Regions from separate parts of the Mus musculus genome. Here regions 2 and 3 are each linked to region 1. Evidence: chromatin contacts called from public promoter capture Hi-C data. All regions are on one chromosome and are shown on one strand. Each heading gives the region's core, a stretch centred on a gene start, on an enhancer-like site or on the middle of the called end of the contact. The rest is flanking DNA. Distances are from core to core; before and after follow the strand shown.

Region 1 (3,947 bases), core at 1,138-3,637:
TTGTATTTTAAGCCTCATGAGAGTAAGTCTTGATCTGTTTTGACAAAGAAAATAAGATTGTCAACTTTGTCCCTGATGCATGGATGGGAGTGCATTCTGCTCGTAGGGAAGGAATATTAACACCAGCACAGGAAACAGTGCTTAGAACAGGGGAATACTGCTCTATGGTCCCGTGTCGGGCAGGAGGTCCCACCTCTGTGAACCAATGTATAATTTTCTCAATGTATCTATGCTAGTGAGTTGCTTTCACTTGGCATTCAAAGTCTTGAACGCAGTACATTTTGAACCATAGGTTTTATGTAGGAACCGAAACAGACTTTAAAGTGAAGGCATGTCCCCCTACAGAGAGTGTGTGTGCAGTGTCAAAGAAATGTCAAGATCACACCACCTCAAGTGTGACTGGCAGGAAGTAATAGTGTGATGGCACCCGTGTGCACAGCATTCATCTCTCATCCCATGTTACTTAGGACAGGAAAGGATAGATAAGCTTAAGAGATAGCTTCAGAGGAAAGAAAGTTAAACATAAAACTAGACTGTGATTGCAAATTGAAGGATCTGATTTAGGAGTATGTCTTGAGCAGAGACATACACTGTTATAGCGCTGTTAAAAAGTACAACCGTGTGCCTTCTGTTGGCAAGCCAAGCTTTCCTAAGTCTCAATAATGGCAAGTGAATGCATTTTTATTGAGCATGTACTGTGAGCTCTTGGTGAAGCTCAGTTCTAGTCCATGCATAACCTCAAAAGACATAAATGAACTGGGATAAAATAGTCACTTTCAAGAGAACGCAAAATCTAGGCTCTGGATTTCCTTCTTACAAGTAGAGAAAACAAGATTACCAAATTCATTAGCTGCACTGAAAACTGCGCCTAGTTTCCTGATTTCTTACTCTAACTACAGCTATGGATTTCAGGAAATAATAGGTTATATTTAAACTTGGGTAATTTCTCATCCGGCAGATTTTGGGTTCAATTAGGTATTATTTCAGGCAACAGTTGTCTCCAGGCTTCAACGTCCTCTTCTGTCAAATAAAAGCAATGAATTCTTAACTGATGAATCTAATTTGGTGACTTCCAGAGAAAAAGCTAAAACTATAACTTGACCCAGGAAATATGTGAACATCTCATTCTTATAATTGAAATCTTTATTGATTTTTTCAGGGTAAAAAATAATGGGTTTCATTACGAAATGCATGTACATCACTATGCTTTTCTCAAATTCATTTCTTTTCCTTTTCAGTATAAATATTTCCTCCTCCCCTTTCCTCTTGGCTTTCGTTTTACAGACTGATGGACGTTTCACTTTCAAAGGAGAGAAGAGATAACACTAGTTGTCAGCAATTGAGGTGGGGTATCCTGGAGATTAATAGTGAGAACCCACTCACTACCAGGTTTTGAGAGGCCTTTGGGCTGATTTGCTGGTCGGATTGATGCAGTCTCATCTTGGCAAAGGGACCGACTTCCTTCAAGAAAGGGCCGAGGTCCAGTCTACCTAGTTGTACTTTGGCCCCTACCCCTACTCCTCTCTCATAATTTCCCAGGCAGAGTTGGAAAGGTGGGAGCGGTGGAAGTAGAAGGCAGCAGGCAGGGAAAGTAAATTACAGTTCAGGCAACAGGAACAGTGCCTCCAAGGTCAGGCTGAGTGTCAACTAATTATGTAAAATCCTGCGGAAATAGAAGTCGGGGAGAAGCCCAGCCTACTCTTGTATTTAAGGAGATCTTTCCAGAGCCCCTTTCAACCCACAGCCCCATACCTTCACCCTTTGGCCAGATCTTTGTATTTTGCCCGCCTTCCTTGATTTCTCGTTCCAATTCCACCAGAATAACCCTGAAAACTTTTTTCTTCCTCTTGGTAAGTCAGTAGCAGAGGAGCTTTCCCATAATTTCAGACCAGTATCTTCTCGATGTCTCTGTCTAAGGCCCTGAGGCTAGGGCTGCTGGGCAGCTCTGGGGACCGGGGACGGGAAGGGGTGCCATACCCCGCAGCCTGGAGTTGGGACTCTGCTCTGGCTACCCTGGCAGGTGTCTGTTCTTGGGGCACGGTTTCCCAGGGCAGGGGTCCAGGAGGACGCCAGCTCCCGGAGCCCGAGAGTTCGCTGCGGGGACGCGCGGAAAGGGGGTGCGCTGGCAGCCGGTAGCTTCCTTCCGCAGGAGCTATTTTTAGCAGGGCTTCGCCCCCCCTTTTCCCGGAGCCGCCGGCGTGGTCGCCTCCAGCTCGTGGCCGTCGCTCTGCAGCTCGGCGCCGCCTCCCCCGCCGCGGATGGCTCTTGGTAGCTTCCACGCGGGCAGGTCCGGAAACTGAGCAAGTCTGCAAGCGCTCCGCGGCCCCGGCGGCGGCGACGGCGGTGGGGGCAGAGCTGGGCTGCGTCAGGCTGAGCGCAGTCCGCGCGCGGCCGCGGGAGCGCAGTGCCAGCGCCGCCCGGCCCCACCGAGAGGGGCGCACTCGCCGCTACGGGGCTCGCACCGCTCGCCGCAGCCCCCTCCCGCCGACCCGCAAGTAAGTTTGTGCGGCTGCTGGGCGCCGCCGGGGCGAGGGCTAGGCGCTGGGGGAGCTGGGGATGGCGAGCGGGAAGAGCGCCTGGACACCCGGAGAGCGGGCAGCCTTCTGCCTCCGGAGTCCCGCGCTTCTCCCAACCGCTGGGCAGGTAGAGAGCTCCTGCTTACAAGGATGCTCTAGCAAAAGCTATAATGAGCAGACCCCGGAGGGTAGGACTGGCTCAGGGTTCAGGTGTGGGTCACTCTGGAAGGAAGAAGGACCGCGGATGAGGGAGCGGACCCGGCAGGCCAGGAGCCGGCTAGTGCCCGATGGGGAAGGGAAGGTTTGGAGAGCAGGGACCTGCCTGGGAACAGCCAAAAAGGGAAAGTGGTGTCCCTAGGACTGACAGAGGGTCAGAGAGCAAAATAGAAGGGCGGTGTGTCCTGAACCAGGATGACAGAAGGGGAGATAGATGGAAAGTGGGGCGTGTGAAAAGCGGATTTGTAGGAGAGTAAAGGACGCCAGTGGAAGGGTCAGTGGGCGCCTGATGGGCGGGTGAACTTGGTTAATTCGGGGAATCAGAACAAGCTTAGGTAGATATGATGGAAAGAGGCAGATTTAATTCAAGCCTCCGGAGGGAGTGTGTGAGGCAACACGTTGTGAGAACCAGCGGGTTTAGAAAGTGGCCTGGAAGGGAGGGCTGGAAAGGTGATGAGGGATATGGGGGAATGTGAGCAGGGAGTGGGGTAGATTCATGCCTAGGATAGGGAGGAAGGGGAGTTGCAAACCTGTGCATAGGGTTGGAGGCTTCCGTGAGTCAAGTCCCATGGTAGAGGTTTAGAGGTACTTCTCTGAGGTTCCTCTTCCATCTCCTATCTGGTTTGGAGGCTCCTAGGATCCTGGACAGAGATGAAGCAGGGAGGAAGGTAGTCACTTAAGGGGAGCCACCAGTGCTTTCGCTTACCGGATTGTGTATCCGGGTTCCTTTTAAGCAATGTGGGGCTGGGTTTGTGCGTTACACAGAGGGGGAGTGGTGTGTGTTCTAGGCCAAGGGGATCCCTAGTCTCCTATGGGGAGGGGGAATTTGTGTTTTGGGCTGGTTAGTAAGGTAGAAGTCTGCAGCGTGCAACACGCAGCAGGGGGTGTACATGCATGCGCTTTGCAGGTGCGTGGTGCAGGCCAGGGGTCCTCCGAGCTGTGCAGTCTGTCTCCACGACTGGGAGATCAGGACTCTGGACGTGGTCCAGGACAGGATTAAGGGAAACGTGCTTCCGCTTCCAGTATGTCTTCTGCCTCCTTTTGCTGGTTACATTCTTTCTGGCCCAGTGATGGGTTTCCATAGCCTCCCTCTGGTTACCTTTTATTTGAAACCTGATGCTGTTTGTCTCCCCTGATTTCTGTGCTTAGAGGATGCATCTCAGGCAGGGTTGTTCCCATCTTTCTACTCAGGGAAGGAATCTGAGAAGTCCCTGA
Region 2 (4,418 bases), core at 436-2,935, 270 kb after region 1:
TTCATTTTATTGATTCTCCATTGTGTGTGTGTGCATGCCGCATGTGTACATGTGCCTGTGTGTGCCTGTTTGTATGTGTGCATGCCGCATGTGTACATGTGCCTGTGTGTGTGTTTCGATTTCATTGATTTCTGCCCCGAGTTTGATGATTTCTTGCCATATACGCTTTTTGGGTGTTATTTCGTTTTGATGTAGAGCTTTCAGGTGTGCCAATGAGTTACTAATAGTAAACCTGCCCAATTATTTGATACTATTTAGTACTACGAACTTGCTTCTTAGAACTGCCTTCCTTGGGTATTATCTTAGTTAGGGTTTCTGTTGCTGCAACAAAGTACCATGAACAAAAGACAGGTTGTGGAGGAATTTGGCTTATACTTCCATATTGCTGTTCATCAGCAAAGGAAGTCAGGACAGGAGCTGTAACAGGGCAGGGACCTGGAAGCAGGAGCTGATGCAGTAGCCATGTGAGGATGGTGCTGCTTACTGGCTTGCTCTTCCTGGCACGATTGGCCTGCTTTCTCACAGAACTCTGGACCACCAGCCCAGGGCAGGCATCAGCTGTGAAGGGATGGGCCCTCCCCACATCAATTACTAAGTAAGAGAATGCTTTATGGGTGGATGTTATGGAGGCATTTTCTCAATTAAGGTTCCCTCCTTTCCAATAAACCTAGTTTGTATCAAGTTCACCTAAGACTAGCCAGCACATGTTTATAATTTCATTCAGTTCTATAAAGTTTCTAATTTTCTTGTGAATTTCTGTCATGGCCCATTTTTCTCTCAGTAGTGAGTTGTTCACTTTCCACCAGTTTATGAACTTCTGTTGTTGTTGGTATTTAGCTTTAATTCATGGTGGTCAGGTAGCATGCACAGTGCTTTTTCAATGTTTTTGTATCTGTTCAGAGTTGCTTTGGGTCTGACTGCTTTGTGGTCAATTTCAGAGAAACTTCCATGAGCTGTCTAGAAGAAACTATGTTAATTTGTGTTTAAATGGAAAAATCTATAGATGTCTGTTAGCTCCATTTGATTTGATGATGGTATTTAACTCCAGGATTTCTCTGTTTAATTTTTGTCTGGATGACCTGTCTATTGGTGAGAGTGGGATATTGAAGTTACAAACTAATTGCCATCCCTCATTTCCTTTCAAAACAAGCAGTTTCTTGTAATGTCACACAGTAGGGGTAAAGCTCCCACTAAGAGCTCTGTGTTGTTGCTGCATGAGTCTAGGCAGACTACTTAAGTTCAGATTAGTTCGTTTCATTGTTTCATATGTAACTCAAAATTTTTGTGAGTTACACAGTGTAATTGTCTATTCATTTACTCTTATTCCCCACTTCTGGAAAACAGGACAAAGCTGAAAACAAGAACTGTAGCTACGTCCCTAGTCCAGCTCTTCCAGGGCCTGTAACTAACTGCTTCCCACTTGAATAAAGGCAGCAGTCAAGCCTGGGTTTTCCTGGATCGATGAACTAAAAGCTTCCGTTTATCCAGAGAGAAAGGATAGCTTAACACCTCTTTTAAGGCATCAGCTCTTTTCTTATTTCATAAAAAGTAAATGCACGTTTTACCCATTTAACAGTAAGCGCGATGGTACTCATTTAGTGGGAAGCAAGGGGACAGAGGTCCTTAGAATCATAGATGCCTTTGTTCCAAGGCAGTGCTGCCATCTGCTGCTGGAGACACAGTTTTTCTTCCCATGTCCACAATTTAGTCAGACTCCCACCAGTGGAGGGGAACCTTAACCCCTGAAACTGAACATACTGCTGTGGGTGGTGGAGGGGAACCTTAGCCCCTGAAACTGAACATACTGCTGTGGGTGGGGGAGGGGAACCTTAGTCCCTGAAACTGAACATACTGCTGTGGGTGGGGGAGGGGTACCTTAATCCCTGAAACTGAACATACTGCTGTGGGTGGGGGAGGGAGACTTACGATTAGAATATTGAGAAGCACTTCATCTTAGCTTATCTCCTTACCCTGTCCCTACTAAGTGTTTATTGAATCCCCATTACCATGCAGAAATGAAAGATCAGGACCTCTACTAACAGAGTTTATATGCATGTATGAATAACTAGCCAGTAAACAGGAAAGAGCATCAATGCATAAATAAGATGGTGGCATGTGCATGAAACATAGCGGTAGTCCATATATATGGACACGGTGAGTGCCTAAAACTAAAGTTTTCAAGGAGGTAATGTGAACTCAGTAAGGAGGGAGGGAGAGACAAGACTAGGAAAGCTAAGAACTAGGAAGTAAATGGAGAAAATCTGACCTGCATTTGAATGTGCAGAAAACAGCATGAATGAAGCCCCCCTCCCAAAGGTGAGTTTGGAATATGAAAGGCAGGAAAATTAAAAGAGTCATTCTTGAGTTAGTAGAGAAACAAGCACGGGAAGCCAGGGATGGTGGTACACACCCAAAATCCCAGAATTTGGGAGGAAGGGATGGGAGGATTGAGAGTAAAAGGTCATGAGCTAAAAGCAGTATCTTTGAGATCATTTGGGATACAAGAGACCTTGTCTCACCTTCTGCCCCCTAAAAAGGAGAGGCAGCTGCATGCAGGATGGCTGAAATCTGGAAAAGGAGTTTGGATTTCATTACAAATAGCGAGAGGAAGAAAACCTTTGAAGGATTTTTAACCAGAGAAGTGACCTCATTTATGATATAAGAAACTCCAAACGCTGACACCATTACATACACTAGCAAGATTTTGCTGAAAGGACCCAGATGTAGCTGTCTCTTGTGAGTCTATGCTGGGGCCTAGCAAACACAGAAGTGGATGCTCACAGTCAGCTATTGGATGGATCACAGGACCCCCCAATGGAGGAGCTAGAGAAAGTACCCAAGGAGCTGAAGGGATCTGCAACCCTATAGGTGGAACAACAATATGGACTAACCAGTACCCTGGAGCTCTTGTCTCTAGCTGCATATGTATCAAAAGATGGCCTAGTCGGCCATCAGTGGAAAGAGAGGCCCATTGGACATGCAAACTTTATATGCCCCGGTACAGGGGAACGCCAGGGCCAAGAAGTGGGAGTGGGTGGGTGGGGGAGTGGGTAGGGGAGCGTGTGGGGACTTCTGGGATAGCATTGGAAATGTAAATGAAATAAATACCTAATTTAAAAAAAAGAAACTCACTGTATAAGTTCAGAAAAACATAGTATCTACCAAGAGCTGGTAAAAGGAAACTAATTGGAGTAACTGGTAATCTAACCCCCAAGGCCTCCTCTACTGTAAGAATAACTTCCTAATCCCTAGAGAGCCCTCCCCAGAGCCTGCAGTCTACTTCATATCAATGTCTGCTGGTGTCTCTCAGAGTGACCCAAGCAGTAACTATGAAAGCCATCTGATAATAGAATGATAATAACCAGACTCAGTTGTGGTACCATCCAGTTCATGTGTAGATAACCTCACTGTACCTCAACATAGTCCATAGCAGGTGATTACATTCGTGGCTATTTAAATCACCATACCCCATATCTTCAGCCTGGTCCTTGCAAAGTCTGTACTTCATAATACGTACTTAGCAGTAGGGGTCTTTTGACACCTCTTTTTTAGAGACCTATGAAGAATAACTCACATTTCTAGATGGAAAACTGCTTTATACTCAAACTTTCTTCCGAGCTATAAAATGCCTTGAAATGGTTCTTTCTCTCAATTAGAAATATTTGTCTTGGGGCTGCAAAGATACATCACCAATTAAGAACACTGGTTGCTCTTCAGTAGGACCTGGGTTTGACTCCCAGCATCCACTTGGCAGCTCACACCTATCTGTAACTCAAGTTCCTGGAGATCTAGGATTCTATTCTGGCCTCTGCAGGCACCAGACACATACATTGTACACAGATAAACATACAGGCAAACCCCATACACATAAATAACAAAACCAAATAATAAATTCTCTTTGCCCAAACATTAAGGAATTTGTTATCAAATCTTTTAGCCACCTTATATCACTTTATTTGCCACTTTAAGATGGAGGAAAATCTCTGTTTCATGTAAGGACTCAGAAATGAATCCAAAGGTCAGCCAGTTCTCAGACTTGTTCCTTTGATGTGTGGATTTAAGAGACAAAAGGGTAATAACAGTTTTTTTTTTCTTCATTTAAGTGAAATTGCATGTAAGCTATTGATCAAAAGAAGACACTTGCTTACCTGTTGGTAACAGAGATGCAAACACAGTGTTTTGTTTTTGTTTTTGTTTTTTAAATAAGCCTTGTGTTCATGTAATGTGGTCAGAGACAAACATCTCAGATTCTACAAACTTATCATTCCCTCCTCCTTTTATGCCATGCTATGCATGATTTCTATCTTTGAGATAGACACTAGAACTCCAACTACTGTGTTTCCCATAGATTTTCACTCGAACACCTTTTCAGCCTATTGCGTTCACCTGTCCCTGGAACTCCTAATTACCTCTAGGAT
Region 3 (4,107 bases), core at 923-3,422, 290 kb after region 1:
TTCTTGCTTCTTCAGGTTTATAAAATACATGAGCATTTTGTGGCTCATGGTCTCACACTATCTTCAAAGTTTCTCATGTCGCATCCCTTTGAATCTGCCCTTCCTGCCTCCCTTGTCACTTGACTGTTGTTATTACAATAGGTCCACAGGCATGATTGACAAAAAATTCCCACCTCAAAGGCAGCGAACTATCAAACATCTCATCTGGTAAGACATTAGTGCTCCACCATATGGTGATATTCATAGGTTACAGAAAGCAGAATAAAGACACATTTCGAGGTCATCATTCTGCCAACAATATCAGAATACCAGCCTCTTGGAAGCCACTCAAAGCATGCTGCCCTTTGCTGTGGAGGAAGAGTCCTTCCTGTATGCCTTGTAATATTTAGGTAAGTGGATGCCAACTGACCAGTGTCCCAGAAACTAAGAGAGCCCAAAGCTCCAGCTCACTGAGTTTCGACACCTTGTGCAAACACTAGTTTGGGCACTCTGCCTAGAAATTTGGGGGATAAAAGAACAACGCCGTTGTCCTATCTAACCTAGAGCCTTGTTGTCTGAAGCAGCTGCCCCTTCCCCTCTTTGCATGCCTTTCTTAAGGGCACTATACTACTACACTAACAACTTACTTAGATACAGAAGTTGAATGCTCACTCCGCTATCAAAGTTAAAGCTCCATACACCCAGCTCTGAGGTTGGCAACTCTCCCCAGTAGTCCACGTGTGTTTGAACTCATCTCCAGACTTCTAATACATTTCTTTGGCTCACACCATCTCTCTCTGTTGTGAGAGAAGCACAACTATTCTCTCCTGTGCATGTGAACATTTGGAGTCAAATGCTATCTTGTAGACCCTAGTGCTTTCTGCTCTTTCCTGATGATGTTCCAATGTAATCAATCACCTGGGAGACATACTTCGCCTTTCTTCATTGTTAAATAGGCTTCCTGTGCTTGTGCTCCGGCAGCTGTTTTTTTTTGTTGTTGTTTGTTTGTTTTGTTTTTTGTTTTTGTTTTGTTTTGTTTTTTTCCGAGACAGGGTTTCTCCATATTGTCCTGGCTGTCTGGCTGTCCTGGAACTCACTCTGTAGACCAGGCTGGCCTTGAACTCAGAAATTCACCTGCCTCTGCCTCCCAAGTGCTGGGATTAAAGGCGTGCACCACCACGCCTGGCTTCCTGTAGCAGTTTTTAAAAGGGTCCATGTCATATGGAAGGAGCATCTACTGAGATGGATGCATTCCAGTAATGACCTTGGCTGGTTGCTAATGCGTGCAAGCATGGAGCCACCTTCCGTCTACAGATGAAGCCTTCTGTCCCCTGCTTTCCTTCCTCCACTGACTGTGCCAGCAACCTGAAGAAGGCTCAGTTCTCTTCTCTCCCCTGATTCTGCCTTCAGTCTCTCTTCTGCCTTGTATTGGATCAGCCCTTGTTAGTGTGTTAAAGGGTACTAGGAGCTATTTCAAGCACCCACCATATGCCAGCCCCTGTGTTTAAGATATTCTGCATATATTGTCTCCTTCAATCCTAATTTAATACCTTAGTGGGTAGATATTATTTCTCTCTCTCTTTTGTACTCTAGATGCAACTGGGGCACATAGACCTTTATGTTGTCCAGAAAAAGCAATGAGGTAACAGTAGCAGGGAGAATTCAATCTCAGATTCACCAGATTTCAAAGCCCCTATTGTTTACCTATTCTCTATGAGCCTGTTATTCAGTTCTGGTTTTAAGGCATGCATCTCTTTCTTGCTGGAGTTCATGGATTCTGTGGCAGATTTCTCAGAGACCCTAATGACAGATGTATTCTTGTTCATGTTGGTGGCGGTTCCTGTGGGCAGCTAAGGACTCCAGTGTGTACTGTTTTGATCACTGGACAAACATCTTCCTTGTAGGTGGTTGTGCAGATCAATCCAGGTACATTTCTCAAAGTTTCTATGTTGAACCGCAGTTAAAGAAGGAAGAAAATTTTCAGGTGTGGGTGACTTTGAGCCAAAATCACCTAAATTAGGATCCTAGTGAAGGAAAATGATCCTGACAAATCCATTCCTTTTTAACTAAAGATCAACCTTTAGTGTAACCAATGGCAGGCCAAAACTTGCTTTTCTTCTTTGAACAAAACACCCACAAAGGGAAACAGAAACCAGTTTAGCAGCTTCACTAGGGCGTTCAGAGGCTTCCTGTAACTAAAGCTTCCCATTGTGCCTCAGGTCCTGGTAAACTGGGAATGCTTCCTCCTCTAGACTCCTTGCTGCAAGACCACAAATTTACTTCTGCCAATGCTTTATATCCTGCCTTTCCTTAGTAGGAATCTGAATCTTAAATACTATTTGGTCGGTCGAGTGGGCTTTGTACCTCGGTCCAGTACTCTACCTCATCCTTTGTTTATTTTGACAGCACTTAAGGAGAGAGAGGGTGGGGCGGGAGGGAGGGGGATGGGGAGGAAAGGGGGAGGGAGAGAGGGAGAGGGAGAGAAAACAATCCTTTAATCCCAGGACTAGGGAGGCAGAGGCAGGCAGATCTCTCTGAGTTTGAGCCCAACTATGTCTACAGAGAGAGGTCCAGGACAGCCAGGACTACATAGGGAAACCTGTTTCCAACCTGCCTCACCCCTCTAAGAGGAAAAAACAAACAAACAAGAGAACAAAGTGCAACTTAAATAGCATAATAGCATGGTCTCCTGTCTCGAAAAAATAAAAAAACAAACAAACAAACAAACAAAAAAACCCCACTTTCTAGATCTTATGTTTTCCTACTCATGAAACAGCATAAAATCAAGTGCCACATACTAAAAAGGTCCATCTGGGAACATAGTATCCTTGTCCTTGTCTTCTCTAGATAGATGGGAAAGTTACAAGAAATGACCGTTTTATATATATATACATACATATATATATATATATACACACACACACACACACACACACCCTAAATTCATGAATTATACTGATTACTTAAATATCTGCATTTTCCTTCCTGTGAGAGACATAACAAGGTTTGGAGGATATATATATATATATATATATATATATATATATATATATATATATATATACATACATATATATATGTATATATATATATATATATATATATATATATACATATATATGAAAATCATCCTATATACAGTTGGGGAAGCTGAAAAAATACACCTTATCCTGAAAATTAATGCAGCCTAGAGTTATTAATGGACGAGTAGTCAAAACTGGGACAGAGACATGAGATTATTAAGAAGTATATTAAATCAATGTAGAATTTACTCAAATCTAAACGTTACATTGTGTTATTTTTTAAGCATGAATAACCATAAGAAATATGCATTTAAGTAAATGAGGTAGAGGACTACAATGTGTGTAATTTGTTGTCAAATAAGTCAGCAAATATTTTTCTGTGTGTGTGTGTGTGTGTGTGTGTACGCGCGCACGCGTGCGTGTGTATGTGTGTGTGTGTGTGCACATACAAATGTGCATGTGTATGTGGAGGAGAGAAAACCCAAACAGAAAGTAAGTGGGATAAAACAGTGATAGTGCTGAGTCTAAATACAAACTGTATAAGAACACTTTGCCCCTAGGTAATATCAGTTCATATCTAAGATGCTGCCATCTAAATTACTCACCCTGAAGATTATTACAAACTTTAGACCAATATCTCCAACTGTTACTTAGTCATGTCCATTAGGATACACCAGAGGTACTCCAATATTAGCCTTTCAAAGTTGATTTTATATCATTTGCCCTTTAAACTCATTTCCTTCTCCATTCTCTAGTGCCAAACTAGTTCTTTCCTCTCCCTTCCAAGGCCCAACAAACATTGCCACAACTAGCCAAAAAATAGAAAATAATTAAAAATTAAAAAAAAATCAAGCCACCCTCTAAAGCCTCCTGAATTAATTCACCTCTCTTAATCCCTACTGCCATAATTGTGCTTCATAGAGCACACAGATTACAACCATCAGCTCAGAGGTGGTCTCCTATATTCAGGACATATCTCTCTGTAACCCATTACATGACTTATGGTTAATTTCTAAAGGTCAAATCTGATTCCATTAATGCTCTGCTTAAAATCCTAATTGTATCCCTGTGGCTCTGAGATTAAAATCAAAATTGTCAAAAATAA

The links. Promoter capture Hi-C pulls out the DNA fragments that hold promoters and counts their contacts.
Region 2: a contact with region 1 is called in a promoter capture Hi-C map of hippocampal neurons, with 2.6 times the contacts expected there. The contact joins the enhancer-like site here to the promoter of Oxr1 in region 1. A contact is called at or near these places in 9 of 39 promoter capture datasets (the 3T3-L1 cell line, embryonic stem cells, hippocampal neurons and 3 more), 17 of 484 Hi-C or Micro-C datasets (the AML12 cell line, the HL-1 cell line, the N1E-115 cell line and 7 more), 9 of 115 datasets of contacts at active chromatin or transcription factors (astrocytes, bone marrow-derived macrophages, cardiomyocytes and 3 more) and 5 of 9 other capture datasets (adipose tissue, embryonic stem cells, liver and 2 more).
Region 3: a contact with region 1 is called in a promoter capture Hi-C map of embryonic stem cells, with 4 times the contacts expected there. The contact joins the enhancer-like site here to the promoter of Oxr1 in region 1. A contact is called at or near these places in 4 of 39 promoter capture datasets (embryonic stem cells and stem cell-derived epiblast-like cells), 6 of 115 datasets of contacts at active chromatin or transcription factors (bone marrow-derived dendritic cells, bone marrow-derived macrophages, embryonic stem cells and 1 more) and 3 of 9 other capture datasets (adipose tissue, embryonic stem cells and liver).

The regions. Positions count from the first base shown.
Region 1 is chr15:41,445,095-41,449,041 of GRCm38.p6, forward strand. Oxr1 (oxidation resistance 1) reads left to right here and starts at 2,388. Exons shown (of 17, transcript NM_001130166.1): 1 at 2,388-2,495.
Region 2 is chr15:41,717,871-41,722,288 of GRCm38.p6, forward strand. All of the region lies in intron 3 of Oxr1 (oxidation resistance 1), which reads left to right. Among named protein-coding and RNA genes, the nearest start is that of Abra, 150 kb to the right of the region's middle. Within about 2 kb of position 1,686, at least 15 of the 459 cell types and tissues checked have an H3K27ac peak or open chromatin away from gene starts, as enhancers often do. A contact at or near this core is called in the HL-1 cell line and hippocampal neurons, where this site is marked.
Region 3 is chr15:41,739,904-41,744,010 of GRCm38.p6, forward strand. The region is part of intron 3 of Oxr1 (oxidation resistance 1); the gene reads left to right. Among named protein-coding and RNA genes, the nearest start is that of Abra, 130 kb to the right of the region's middle. Within about 2 kb of position 2,173, at least 29 of the 459 cell types and tissues checked have an H3K27ac peak or open chromatin away from gene starts, as enhancers often do. A contact at or near this core is called in embryonic stem cells, where this site is marked.